Linked DNA regions of Mus musculus: region 2 is linked to region 1. Evidence: chromatin contacts called from public Hi-C data. All regions are on one chromosome and are shown on one strand. The core of a region is the stretch at or near the end of the contact, and the rest is flanking DNA. Distances in the headings are between cores, read along the strand shown. Region 1 holds the start of Slco5a1 (solute carrier organic anion transporter family, member 5A1). Region 2 has its middle 4.9 kb from the start of Gm39595.

Evidence for each region. Hi-C and Micro-C count contacts between places; a contact is called where the count stands out from the background.
Region 2: a Hi-C map of uterus shows a contact between it and region 1, with 3 times the contacts expected there. The contact joins the enhancer-like site here to the promoter of Slco5a1 in region 1. A contact is called at or near these places in 2 of 484 Hi-C or Micro-C datasets (embryonic stem cells and uterus) and 4 of 115 datasets of contacts at active chromatin or transcription factors (bone marrow-derived macrophages, embryonic forebrain, embryonic stem cells and 1 more).

Annotation. Positions count from the first base shown.
Region 1 is chr1:12,988,245-12,995,772 of GRCm38.p6, forward strand. Slco5a1 (solute carrier organic anion transporter family, member 5A1) reads right to left here and starts at 2,891. Exons shown (of 9, transcript NM_172841.2): 1 at 1,336-2,891. The coding sequence starts at 2,251.
Region 2 is chr1:13,423,512-13,431,039 of GRCm38.p6, forward strand. No RefSeq gene overlaps it. Among named protein-coding and RNA genes, the nearest start is that of Gm39595, 4.9 kb to the left of the region's middle. Within about 2 kb of position 3,075, at least 280 of the 459 cell types and tissues checked have an H3K27ac peak or open chromatin away from gene starts, as enhancers often do. A contact at or near this core is called in bone marrow-derived macrophages, embryonic forebrain and uterus, where this site is marked.

The DNA of each region.
Region 1 (7,528 bases), core at 1,641-4,140:
ACACAGTTGATAAAATAAGGAATTATTAAGTCTAGTGAGTGGGTATATTGATACTTATTTTACCATTTGTGCGTATATTTACTAACAAAGTTAAGTTAGTAACTCCAAGGGCAGTGGGTAAACTAAAGACAAAGTACAGCCCTTCTAAGCTGACCATCTTCTTCACTCTCTTGGAAAATCTCATTCAGACATCAAGGAATCTACCAACACATAGCTAAGAAGTTACTAAACAGCCACATAGGTGAGCTCCTTGGTGAATTCTAAGCCAGGAACGAAAGAGAGAGAAAGAGAGAGACAGAGAGAGAGAGAGAGAGAGAGAGAGAGAGAGAGAGAGAGAGAGAGAAGACAACATCCAAGGTTGTCCTGTGGTGTACACACAGATGTATACACACACACACACACACACACACAGAGTGCCTTTAGGTGTTTTAAGTGTTAGGTGGACTCCAGCAAAACAGAACAGAGAGCAATTAACTGGTCTAACAACACTGATCCTTTCCAGGGGTTCAAAACCATCTTTTAGTGCACTTTAGAAGGAGCAATTACTAACTACAGAGAGATGCTGACAACCACCAAAGTTACATCTAGAAACTCGGTTAGCCCTGTGCATACCTGGCTGACCTCCCATGGATACCCGGAACTTATCCCAAACACCTCTGTCTGCTGTGCTCTTAAATGAAAGGCAAGGAATGAAACCCAAGAGCCTGTGTTCTTCAGAAGACAGTAATGAACTCTCACAAACTCCAGTAACTGAGGTCTTCTAAGCCCAATGAAAACAGCCTTGGATAAATCCATGGCCCATGCTGTTGCTTCCTCGTGGGCAGACATAACTTATTCATCTACTGTTTTTCAGGCTTTGTTGGTGCTGGGTGATCAGACATGTTCAGAATAGAGTTTGGAAGTGAAGTGACATAGCATATGTGGTCTGGCTACCCCATCATCTGCTTTTAGGGATGAGAAACAGATGTAACAATGCAAAGCAATGACTCAAAACTGCTGGTGAGCTCTCCTCCTTTCTGGTCATTTCTTGGAAAGAAAGCTTAGAAGATAAACTTGACAAATAGAGGTTCCCCAAAAGTGAACAACAAGAGGAACGGGCCCTGTGCTGTCCTATTTTTCAGCCTTTGTATTGGTGAGAAAAGACAACTGTGAAATTATTTCAAAGAGCTCTTTATCCCAAACTGAAAACATACTACACCAAAAGCAGGACTCAAAAGGAATGAACCATAATGCTTAATATACTTGAAAACACAAAAGGTTGTGTTCCTTTGTGACTGGGGAAGAAAAAGAATGTCACTGTGAGCCAACTACATGCCTGAGAATTCCAAGTCTTACCTAGGTACAAGGATGCATTGTCTTTCTTGACGTTGTCATCTAAATAGGTTGGTCCCAGGGTGTAAATCGGTGTAGAGCCCATTCCAATGAGAACCTGTGCACAAACGAATAAAGCCACGTAGATCCAGTGACTATTTCCTCCCGAGTCCTTGGGACAGGGAGGAGGCTCCAAGATGGCTGTGGAGTTGCCATTCTGACAAAGGCCATCGTTGGAGGCCGAAGCGTTCAACTCTTGGATTTGATAGGGGGGTGAGATAAAGTGAGGTAAAGCGAAGAGCGCAGCCCCGATGGCAATAAGAAGTCCACCCACTGCCAGCCATAGGGGCCTTCGCCCACGGCCACCAAAGTAGCTGACGAACACCACCACCACCAGGTTTCCTATATCAAAGCAGCTGACCAGCAGCCCTGACTCAGAACTCTTCAAGCTATAGCGCCTTTCGATGGTGGTGATGACACTGCTCAGGTACCCAGAGACCATTAACGCCTGGATGAAAGTCAGAAAACACATGCACACTAAGAAGCAGCGAGAATCCGTAAGGACCACGTAGAGACACCTTCTCTCCTGGAGTGTGGCCAAAGTGGAAGATACTGACACAGTTTTGCTGGGGTCCATCCTGTGGTTACAGTCCATGAGTTCCGTTGTAGTGCCTGCCGAAGTGGATGGAGCAGAAGGGCTGGGGACTATCAAGTTCCGTCCTAGATGCGTCTCCTGGCGACCTGGAGCTTCATTGCAACCCAAGGCCAGTTTGCCATCTGCATTCCCAGCACTGAAATTCTGCCGGCAGGAGGCGCTGTGCAGGACCGGTAAACTCTTAGACCTGAAGGACTCTGACTCGCACTTCTCTTGGACAGCTCCAACCGAAGACGGTGCCTCTAGCTGCTGTTGGGCCCGAGACTGCGCATCCCCTTCGTCCATGGCTCTTAAAATGTGATCGCTGATTCCATATAAGGCCTCCGGCACTTTTCATCCACCTGAACGAGGGGCTGATGCCCGGCCCACTCAGTCGTCTCCTCCTGAGACCCGGGCTGGGGATGGCAGAGCCTGGAAGCAAAACATCTCAGCAGCAGGGAGGTGCCCAGAGCATCCTGACCCGAGGCACAACAAGAAGCCACCTTGTACCGGGGGAGGTAAAGGTCCACGCGGTCCTTCGAGGAGTCCTGCTTGGTGTCCACTCTCAGGGATAGCTCGCGGTAGGCGCTTTGCGCGTCCGGTGCTCATCCCCTCCGCCGCCGCCTCTCAGACGGTGGCCAGAAGCTAGAGCGACCTGGGCCCAGTGTGGGGTCTCTTAGCGCAACTGTCCGAACAACATCCCACTTTGTGGCTCCAGGGGTGTTCGGTGCCCACCGCAAGGCTTGTGACACACAGGGTCGTGAAGCTGCCGACCTGTAAAGCAGAGAATTGATGGTCAGAGGGACGGATGCACTTGGGGCTGGCAACCCGGGGTCCGGTGACTAGTGCTAAGTAACCTCGTGGACCCCAGAGGGACCGAGGTGCTAGCCAGGAGCTGAACCGTGCAGGAGGGACCTGCAGAGACTGCAGCCTCAAGTCCCGGAACAATGAGCAGCAGGCGGTCCGCCAAGACTCTCGCTCATTGTCTGCGGCGGGCCTGCCCCCGCCCCGCCCCTTTTGCCTTAAACAGTGCGTTTGCTTTTATATGTTAATAATTATCAGCCTGGCAGCTCTGACTCAGAAGGCAGTGTCTTTTATTCGAGTGAACTAATAGCAACCTTCTGGTACTCCTACTCCATGACTCAAAATAGAAGATTCCCAGAAGAACAAAGGAAAGTTTTTTTTTTCCTTTTACAAGCACACAATACATTCCTGGTCTCAAATTTTAAAATACATTTTTAAGCGGTAGAAAGAAAACTACGTGTAGAAATATGTGTGCACACTTGTACACTGGCACGTGTGCGCGACGAGATGTGAATGCGTCCGCTCCATCAAACACCTACTTAAAGTCAAAGACAGCGCGTGGGGGGAGGGGATCAACATGCTTGCGTGGTTATTCTCTACACTAAAAATAGCCCCTTGCCGGAAAGAACTATATTCAATTACAAGTAACGAGGGCATTCGAGGCTGTGGCCCACGTTAAGTCCCAGAGCGCAAGGTTGAGCGAAACCGAAAATCAATTTGCTTTGCAAATGGTTGAGTGAAGCCACACCAAACAAAGAGACGCTGGCAAGCTGGCACAGCGTGCGCGGGGAGCCCACCGAAACGGCTCAACACAGGCACGCCGGCCCGGAGGTGTGCTATTTGCCAAGCACACCCTGAGAGCGTGAGGTGTGCGAAGGCCTGAAGTATAACACACACACACACACACACACACACACACACACACACACACACACGAGTTCACTTTGTGCGAGCCAGCGCTTGGTTTGAATTCAGCGAGCGCTAATACAGGTGCGCCTCCGCTGTAAACCCCATCCCTAATCTTGGGGAACCCTATACTCCTCCTGCCCCGGCGGCGAAGTGCACCAGATGGGAGGCATTGGGGTTCTGCTGCGTTGGGTTTCGTTCTGAGCTTTTGTGATGCTGCTGCGAAAAGAAAAAAGATGAGAGAGGCGGCTACAACATCTCCCAGTATTGTTCAGGACCGGACTGCCAGTGGCTTGCAAGCCGGCACTTGGGCTCCGCCCGCTCACCCCTGCGCCTTCCCGGGGAACTCCACCCGTGGCTGCACGCCGAGCTGGGGAATCCCGGCGTCGGAGCCCCTGGCTGAGGGAGCAGCCGCATCGCGACGCAGACTCGCATGGGATGGACACGCGGATCCCCGCCCCGAGCTCTCGGAACCAACGCGGAATCCTAGGGACATCCCCTCCGCGCGCGCGCACGCACACACACACACACACACACACACACACACACACACACACAGCCGGTGGGAGGACAGAACCGCCAGGCACAGCTCGCCGCTCTGCTAGGCGCACAAGCTTTCGCAACTCACTAGCGAGGGTGACGACCAATCTGCCGGGCTGGGAGAGGATCAGCCGCTGTAGGACGGCAGCGGTGGGGGAAGATGGGCCAGCCGCCTGCGGAGACCGTCTCGGTCCCGCCGCCGAGAAATCAGGGAGTGAGACTGCGAGTCGAGCTGGCTAACTCTTCCCCCAACCTCTGGCCTGTCACCCAAGCCTCTTCTCCCCAGGCAGACACACACGCACAGAGACGCGCCAGGACCGGAGCAGCAGAGGGCGCAGGCGCGCGGGCAGCCACCCAGCCCAGCCCTCAGGCAACCAGCCACCCCGCTGCCCTTCATCTGTACAGTGGGAAGACGAACCGCACTGAAGCCCCAAGGGTGCGGGTGTCTTTAAGTCACCAAGGTGGACAGAAAGACCATCTCATGTGAAATACTTCTATTGGCTTCTACCATGTTCACCACACACCATGTCTTTTCTACCATAGCAGATTCTGGGGACCAAAGTGGAACAAGATCCCTAATGTTAGGGAAACTTGTCTTGCCCTCTCCCATCCCCCGCCAAAATATCCACGTAAAAGGATTTTATACAGTTCATTCTATACAGTGTGCGACTGCAGAACTAGACACCCATTCACTTTCCTGTCCGGATCAGGAAGGGCACTTGCAAAGGCACAGAGGCATGGCACTACAAGTAAATCAGTTTTCTCAAGAGCGGCAGGGAACAGGACACAGGGGGTTCGTGACTTGTGTACTGTCAGTCCCAAGGGGCCATGGCATTCTGCCTTTCTTACCAGAAATAGCTTTGTCAATAGTGGTGGACTGTTGTGAGTACAGAGACAGACATATTGATATGTGACGAGGCAGGGAGACAGAAAACAGGTTGAGAAAGTAGAAGTGGCTAGCCTAGTTAGGCCGATGGGGTGGCGGGGGATGCTGTGGGAGGGGTCAGATCTCACACTTGAGTGGTGAACAGAGTCTAATCAAAACACGAGACGGGCAGTAGTGTCACACGCCTTTAATCCTAACACTTGGGAGGCAGAGGCAGGCAGATTTCTGAGTTCCAGACCAGCCTGGTCTACAGAGTGAGTTCCGGGACAGCCAGGGGCTACTCAGAGAAATCCTATCTTGAAAAAAACAAAACAAAAACAAAAAAAAACCCCAACAATCTTAAGGGCTGTCTATTGCTAGTCCATTATCAAACAGCAGTCTTCCTCTGTAGAGACAACATCTTGGTATTGTATGGATGCATCATCTTGTCAGTTAAAATACCTATGGCCTATAGGAAAGGGTAGAATAGAAAGGACATTCAGGAGGCAGAAAGGATTCATGAAAGAATGTAGGTGAAAGTAAATGGGTTATAGTACGTTAGGATCAGTCAGAGAAAAGCCTAGCTATACGACCATGGTATTTTTATACAGATATTTTGAGAGCATAGGGCTGGGAGCAAGAAACAGGAACACAGAGTGCATGCTCTCTCTCTCTCTCTCTCTCTCTCTCTCTCTCTCTCTCTCTCTCTGATTTATTTATTTTATGTATATGAGTACACTTTAGCTGTCTTCAGACACACCAGAAGAGGGCATCAGAAATCATTACAGATGGTTGTGAGCCAGTGTGTAGTTGCTGTGTATTGAACTCAGGACCTCTGGAAGAGCAGTCAACCCTTTTAACCTCTGAGCCAGTGTAGGGTCTCTTGATGCCGTTATCTTCTCCCCAATACCAGGAAGCAGTAGCAGCCAGATTTACCCAACTGTTGCTGGGGTCAAGTTTCAGACCCTAGGCCATTCTTAAAAGACACTGTCCGGTAGAACACATGCTACCAACATAGTTAATTACTTTATACTGGGCAATGAAGCTAGCTCAAGACGTGGGATTTGAAACAAATCTTTCTTTGATTGGACTTAATCGTGCATTCCGTGTTTTCTTTCTTAAACTACAAAGTATGAAAAGCATCTTTCGAAACAAAACAAGCAATCAAACAAACAAAAACCCGTCGCACCTTCAGGACCAGCCTGTGGATGAATCTCAGTCTAAGAACTGAGGCACATGGTGAGTGTTGGAAGGTGCAATGAGCCACTGTCACCTTTTCAGATAACAAACACCCCATAGAGACATGGTTCTTTTCTGCTTCAACATCCTTTAGTCCAGAGTCAGCTTTCTTAGTGCAAAGAGGCCAACCGTTAAGCACTTCTGATCTCGGCTCCCTGGTCACAGCAGAAGGTTCCCTGCCCTGCAGGCTGTAGCAGGGGCACCAGCTTCCCTGCAGGCAGGGTGTATCCATATATCCCTTCCTAGATGCTGTTTGTTAGACCCTTCTGGACATCTTATGATTCTCTTTCTACCTAAAATACAGGGTGGTTTCTATAACAAGCACAGGCAAAGATCAACACACTGGACAACTGCTAGTAAATTCTGCCTCACTTACCTGCAGTTTGAAGGTTCTCTGCCCAACTTACAGCTTCCCTGTCTGCAGCACAAGCATTTTGAGTCTTTATTAGGACCTACCTCAGAGCCATCAGGTCCTCCTCCAGTTGAGGAGGTCTGCATTCACAAAACAAAGCCCAAGGCCAGCTGAGATTCCTCTGCCTCGCCTCTCTTATGACTTCCCACTGCCAGAGCACAGACTTCTTCCCCAGAAGACACATTTCAGTATGACCCAACAGCCATGACCTCCACTCAGAGCATAGAACAATGAACTAAGGATCTGAAAAGGTAACACCATCCAGATACCGCATGCTAGTGAACCTCTTCAGTATAGGCGGGGCACCTGAACGCTCCTGTTTCCTAATACTTATTCAAAGGAATGATGTCCTGGTCATCCACAGCGCTCCACTATGATGCTGTCATTACCAGCAATGTTTTGGTTCTAGTCTAGAAGTTCTGTTTCACTTGTGGGTCAAAATAGAGTGGCTAGGAATTAGGGTTCTAGGACAAGCCATCTAGAACGATCTAACATTGTAGGAAGGACACTGTGCCACTTACAGCATTGCTCATAGAGGAAGCTGCCTTGGTGCTAATGTTAGCACCAGAACTGATAGCACCCATCCCAGTGTCCCTTCATGATTAAGGAGATGAAGAGAGCCCTGTTTCCAAACTTCCTGCACTGGACCTCAGTGTTGTCATTTACAGCTGTGTGGTGGTGGGCAAGTCATTAAGCCCTGCTGCCTCAGTTTCCAAGTCAGGCTTACATCCGGTACTAAGGTTGTAATGCTGTTGAAAGCATCGATGTGTAACCAGATCTAGAATACAGAGTCCTGCAGTCAATAGACGTAGTCATA
Region 2 (7,528 bases), core at 1,825-4,324, 440 kb after region 1:
CCAAGTACTCCTAACTGCCGAACCACCTCTCCTGCTCCATCTGATGGTTTTGCCTCTGCCTCTGCCGACTGTCAAAGATTTATCTTCCTCTTGTAGTCTTTGTTTCGATCCTGTCGCTTCAGGCCCAGCTCAGGTCCCTGGGCATCTGTCTCACTTGTGCAACATACTGTTGCTACTTAGGGCTGTGACTCGTGCAGTGGCTACCAAAGTGTGACTCCTTTAGCAGCAGACTCACTAGGAAGGAGTCCCTGAGGACAGGGCCAGTGCGGACATCTGATAGTTATGCCTGGCACATGAGAGAAACCTAAACCATGCTTCACATTATTCATTGAGTGGGCTTCTCTAAGCAGGTTCAGGGACGGTTACATTCCACTCTGAGCTGCCTTCAACTGAGAGGAGGCGAAACTGCTACGCAGAACATCTTGCTTATAGTCAGAGACTCCATGCTGCCAAGTAGCTAATTCTATCCCCTTTTTACTGTGGGCCATTTTTAGTATGGTTTTCATAATATTTAGGTACCCAATGTATTTGCTGCTGACTCCCAAGTGTTGGACAATCGCCCTGATTTACTATATTATGATACAGTCTTTGCTTTGCTTTCTCTGGCACTGTGTCTACTGTACACTGCGTGTGTGCGCTGCACACTGTGTGCCACACATGCCTGGAGACCAGAACAAGATGCTGAGCCTGCTGAGGTTCTCTGCAAGAGCAGAGCAAACTATTTATTTATTTATTTATTTATTTATTTATTTATTTATTTATTTATTTAATGTATATGAGTACACTGTTGCTGTCTTCAGACACACCAGAAGAGGGCATCAGATCCCATTACAGATGGTTGTGAGCCACCATGTGGTTGCTGGGATTTGAACTCAGGACCTCTGGAAGAGCAGTCAGTGTTCTTAACCACTGAGCCATCTCTCCAGCCCCAGAGCAAGCTCTTAAACACCACACCGTCTTACAGATCCCAATATTTTATCTCCTGTCTAAGACAATGATCACACTAATTACATTGCTGCATCAGGCACTTCTCTGTTGCTGTGTTAGCTCACCATGACCAAGGCAACTTACAGAGAGAAGAGTTCATGTTGGCTTACTGTTCCAGAAAAGGAGTCCATAATTTCAGGGAGAGGGATGAGCTGGTTGCTAAAGCAGGAAGTTGAGAGACACACAGGAAGTCTAGGGTGCCAACCAGAAGCAAAGCTAGGCTATAAACTCTCCAAGGCCATCCTCCAGTGACATACTTCCTCCAGAAAGGCTTCACTTCCTGAATATTTCTTAGCTTCCTAAACAGTACCACCAACTTAGGACCAAATGTTATTCAAATATCTGAATCCTGTGAAGGACATTTCTCACTCAAACCACCACAGTGTACACACACACAACACACTCAAACTACCACAGTGTATACACACACAACACACTCAAACCACCACAGTGTACACACACACAACACACTCAAACCACCACAGTGCACACACACACAACACACTCAAACCACCACAGTGCACACACACACAACACACTCAAACCACCACAGTGTATACACACACAACATATGAAAATTATTCTGGGCATTTGTCTCAGGAAAATGAAAATTGATGCTTACATAAAACCTATATACAAATCTTTACAATAATTTTACTTCTGACGACCGAAATTTGGAAGACAACTCACAATTCCTTCAAAAGATGAGTGATTAAACAAATAATCCATCCATGCATCGAATATTATTCAACAATGAAAAGGAGTAAATTACACACACACACACACACACACACACACACATATATATATATACAACAACTTTGATGAATCTCAATGAATTGGTAGCAAATGAAAAGTCAGTCTTGAGATGTATGGTCCCACTCACTACAACATCCTTGAAATGACCGCATTCAGAGATGGAAACGTATTAGTGGTCTAAGATGGTGGCCAGGCTTTGAGAGAGTAAGTAGCAAGATTGGTCTTCACGTGGACTTGGGATGTATCTTGACTGATGATGCTGACATGAACACATACACGTTATGAGCTTGCACACATACAAGCATGTAAGACTTAATGGATGCATAGAAGCCTGCTAGATTTTTTTACCAATGCACATTTCCTGGTGATAAGATTTGTGCTATAACTACAGGATGTTGCTTTCAAGGAGCCTGGACAAAGGGCATACATACTCTTTCTATATTATGTCTTATAACTATTTGGGAATTCCCAGTGATCCCAAAGGAGGAGTCTGGCAAGTGCTCGCAAGCTGGAGCTGTTTTAGGACTTAGAAAGGAAAACTGTACATACAATGCTCATCTTTGGCAAGCTTTCTGGGACTGTGTGAATCATCAGTGTCATCTTAGAGTCTGGAGGTAACCCCGGCGTGTGGTTTTTATAATTGGAGATCACACCATGAAGATGTACCCACCTAGATCCTGTCCTTTCAATTTGGAGTTAGCAGCCTTATTAATTTTTTCCCTCATTGGTGTCCATGAGCTGCACTAATGACTTCAGTAAATGTTTCTACTACTTAAGAGATTTTCTGTGAGACATTGAATGCTGTATTATGGGTGCTCTCTATAAATACTGCTTAAAATTAGATGGCAAAGGCTCCCAATTCACATCCTGCCAACTGTCTTACCACACTTTTCCCCCCCTTGCCTGTTTGCCTGCCATGCTATCCTCTATAATGAGTGAGTTACAGTAATTGTAGCTGGAAAAATCATCATGCAAAGTGGGGGGGGGGGGGGGCGGGGCGGGGCGGGGCGGGGACGGCTCAAAACCTGCCTTATTTTTAAATGAGTAAAGCTTCTGTCGGTTTTTTTTTTTTTTTTTTTTTTGGCCGCGTTTCAGCCTCACAGCGAAGTGAAAGAGCCAAAAGAGGCAGTGGGGTAACTGGCACGTGGGGGGTGGGGTGGGGGTAGGGTCGTGGCAGCATCAATTAACCGGATTTCATTTTCCCTTAATAAAGAAATTCGGTTTTTCCACAGCTAACTGTATAATCAATTTGCTGCCCCGCTGCTTTGCTAACTGGCTGTTGGCGCCACTTCAATACTATTGAGCCTAGCCTGTGGCCAGAGCTCGAGGAGGAGCCAGCGGCAGGGAGGAGGAACTCTCTGCCGGACTCGGACAGACTCAGACTCGGCCGGCCGAGTTGACTCCTTCCTGCAATTTCTCTGCGCTTTGTTTGCTCCCATCTTTCTTTCCTTGTTATTTTGACGCATGATCTCATGTAGCCCAGGCTGGTCTCACTAGTAGTGGAGATTACACGCAGGGATCACAACATCTGCTTTATGCAGAGCTGGGGACTGAACCCAGGGTTTTATGCGTGCTACACAAGTACTCTACCGGTTGAGCTAAATCCTGGGGCCTGAACTCTTTAGTTCCCCCTCCCCCATTTCCCCCCTTCTCTCTCCTCTTCTTTCTATCTACGTATTTCTTTTGAAATTGCCTGCGTATGTTTGTGCGAGCGCGGGGGTGGGGTGAGGTGGAGTGGGGCGTACGACAGGGGGTGGGGAAGTTCGCGCCTGCCAAGACATGGGTGTGGAGGTCAGGCAGATTGCTTGCTGCAGTCTGCTCTCTCCACTGCGTGGATCCCCAATGATTGAACTCAGATCATCAAGCTTGCTGGTGGCAAATGTCCTTTCCCCCTTAGTCATCTCATTGGCTGTCTGTCTTTTCTCTGTAGGGAGCAAGAGCTGGCTGAGATGCCCACTGCTTGCCTTAACCCCTTGAGCTCACGTGATCTTGCTGCCTCAGCCTCCTGAACAGCGGAAATGACAGGCAAACACAGTGGCTCTTTCATTCCAGTCGTAGAGAATAACTAATTTTACTTATGATCATTAGTGTGTTCGCTGGTACTTTTATGTCACCTTAGTAACTCTGATGCATCTGTGCCCTGCTGTAGGCCAGAGGACTTGGTTCCCTCCTCTATTGTTTGAAGCAGGGTCTCTCTTGTTTCTAAGGTTCTGTTTACTCAGCTCGCTGACCTGTGAGCTTCTAGGTGATTCCTCTGTCTTCACTTCGTGCCTCCTTGTGGGTGTTTGAGGACTACAGATGTGCACCACCACCTCTGGATTTTTTATGTGGGTTCTGGGGAATCTAACTGAGGTCAACGGACTTTAGTGTGCAAGGCTTTACCCACTGAGCCATCTTCTTGATGCTCCACGCGTCCCCATCCCTCTGGTATAACAGCTGACTCTGGTATAACAGCTGACATGGTATTAGAGCTGCCTTAATCACGTTCTGATGTCTGGTTGACAAGTTTAAAGTCTTCCATTTACTGTGGCTTTGGAGCACTCTGGAAGGATTTTAGTTTTATGGTATTATCTAACTATGTAGGAATTTAGAGTGTTGAGGAAAAAAAAAAAAAAAAAAAAACCCGTGTTTCCAATACAGTTGTTTCTGTGAGTGAAGCAGCTGAGTCTGTAGCAAATGCTCTTTGCAATCAGCACTTTCAAGTTATCCTTCTGTCGGCTTGGAGAGAGTGCAGAAAAACCACATTCTCTCCTAACTGCTGATTGTGTTCTTGCAGCCTGTCCCAGGCCTGCAAATTATACCCTGTACGACGGATCGGATCGCTCACTAACTCACTTGTAGTTCCACATTTTTCTCTCTAGCTTGCTGGATTACAAGACACAAGTTAAACTACAAGATAAACAAATATTATCTTTAGTCACAGAATCACCAGACAAAAAGCCCCTCAGAGCAAGCTGGCTCCACCCTCCTTGTGGCTATTTCTGCTCCTTATTCTGAAGGCTGCACTTCAGTTTAAGGACCGTGGACTTGGAAGGCCTGAGGAAAGCTTGAGTCAAGATGGCCAGGACAACATCTGTCTCTGTGCTGGGACCCTAAAAGCTCCCCTGATAGCTTTGTCATCTTTAGTCCCTCGAGTAGCAGGCCTCTGAGGATCACACACCTTGAGAGGTCATGGTGTAGACATGCACACTGAGCCTTCTAGCCTCAGCTGTGGATCCTTCCTGTAGTTCTCGGAGTCATTTTTCTGACATTCATACCTCTAACTGTAAAGTTGGCGCTCCATGTCTCTGTGCCCTCATCCCTCAGTGATAACTATATCACAGTTTGGAATGAATCCCCTCCAAACCTATTACAGTTTCCCACTTCCCCCTACCTGACTTTTCTTAGAGGATCCCTAAGATGGATTCTAGCGAGCTGAGATATTTGTCTAGTTCTCTTGTATTTCCATCTGGTGTGGGGCTTCTTTTCTTATGAGTTATACTCAAAGGGGTAATAAGACCTGGAGAGGTAAGAACACATGTCCCATTGACTGTGACCTGTGTTTCTCTGGAATCCCCAGGGTCAGTGTTCACCCTAGGCCATGTCTGCAATGGAACACAGCATTCTTTTTTTCCCCATGAACATACCCCATCTGTTGAATAGCCCTTCACTTTCCAATGAGATCTCCCTAAATAGACTTAATTAACAATTCATTCAATTGCCTTGAAATCAGAAATTCAAGCACACTAGAGGACTCTATCTCTGATCATAGGAAAACAAACATACAAGACAATCATGACTAAATTTCTGATTGGACATCATTAAGAATTGATTAAGAGTGGTGTTGTCACTTGATAAACACATTCTAACAAAGACTGTGTAGCTCTACAAATTCTTGGTCTGTCGTTTGTCCTCAAGACACAGAGCAGAGTCATAGCTCAGGTCTCATCAAACCATCTACCAGATGTCTAGATTGAGGGGGAAAGCATCTTGGAGACACTTGTCCGATGACCTTCAGACAAGCCACAACAAGCCCAGACAATCATTTCAAAGAAAAAAGAAAAAAAAAAAACTTTTCCAAAAAAATCCTGTAGGGAGCTCCCAATGTAGGCAGCACAGAGATCATGTCAATGCCTATGACAGTGGCCACGCCTCCTGTGTCCCTGCAGAGAGCCATCCAAGAGATGCTCAGTCCTTCCGAATCCACCAAACACTGCACAAGCCTCTGTGAGCCTGAAGGCTTCGGGCTCTGCTCCCGAGGCAGAGTCAGTTACAGCTTTACTTTCTTGCCCTGTTTGAACAAGATGCCACTGAGGCCTGAGCCTTTGTTCTTAACCTAGAACCACAGACTTCTAATACAATTCCTTGGCAAGCAGAATCTCAAAGAATCACCCTCCCTCCCTCCCTCCCTCCCTCCCTCCCTCCCTCCCTCCCTCCCTTCCTTCCTTCCTTCCTTCCTTCCTTCTATCCATTCATCCTTCCTTCTCTTCTTCTCTTCCTTTCTTCCTTCCTTCCTCCCTTTCTTTCTTTCTTTCTTTCTTTCTTTCTTTCTTTCTTTCTTTCTTTCTTCCTTTCTTTCCCACATTTTTATTAGATATTTTCTTCGTTTACATTTCAAATACTATCCCAAAAGTCCCCTATACACCCCCCTCCCCGCCCTGCTCCCCTACCTACTCACTCCCACTTCTTGGTCCTGGTGTTCCCCTGTACTGGGGCATATAAAGTTTGCTAGACCAAGGGGGGCCTCTCTTCCCAATGATGGCCGACTAGGCCATCTTCTGATGCATATGCAGCTAGAGACATGAGCTCTGGGGGTACTGGTTAGTTCATATTGTTGTTCCACCTATAGGGTTGCAGACCCCTTCAGCTCCTTGGGTACTTTCTCTAGCTCCTCCATTGGGGGCCCTGTGTTCCATCCAATAGATGACTGTGAACATCCACTTCTGTGTTTGCCAGGCACTGGCAAAGCCTCACAAGAGACAGTTATATTAGGGTCCTTTCAGCAAAATCTTGCTGGCCAATGCAATAGTGTCTGCGTTTGGTGGCTGATTATGGGATGGATCCCCGGGTGGGGCAGTCTCTAGACGGTCCATCCTTTCATCTTAGCTCCAAACTTTGTCTCTGCAACTCTTTCCATGGATATTTTATTCTCTATTCTAGGGAGGAATGAAGTATCCATGCATTGGTCTTCCTTCTTGATTTTCTTGTGTTTTGGAAGTTGTATCTTGGGTATTCTAGGTTTCTGGGCTAATATCCACTTATCAGTGAGTGCATATCAAATGACTTCTTTTGTGATTGGGTTACCTCACTCAGGATGATATCCTCCAGATTCATCCACTTGCCCAAGAATTTCATAAATTCATTGTTTTTAATAGCTGAGTAGTACTCCACTGTGTAAATATACCACATTTTCTGTATCCATTCCTCTGTTGAGGGACATCTGGGTTCTTTCCAGCTTCTGGCTATTATAAATAAGGTTGCTATGAACATAGTGGAGCATGTGTCCTTATTACCAAACTCAAAAACAAAAATCACATGATCATCTCGTTAGATGCTGAGAAAGCATTTGACAAAATCCAACACCCCTTCATTATAAAAGTCATGGAAAGATCAGGAATTCAAGGCCCATACCTAAACATAATAAAAGCAATCTACAGCAAACTAGTAGCCAACATCACAGTAAATGGAGAGAAGCTGGAAGCAATCCCACTAAAATCAGGGACTAGAGAAAGCTGCCCACTTTCTCCCTACCTATTTAATGTAGTACTTGAAGTCCTAGCCAGAGCAATTCAACAACAAGAGG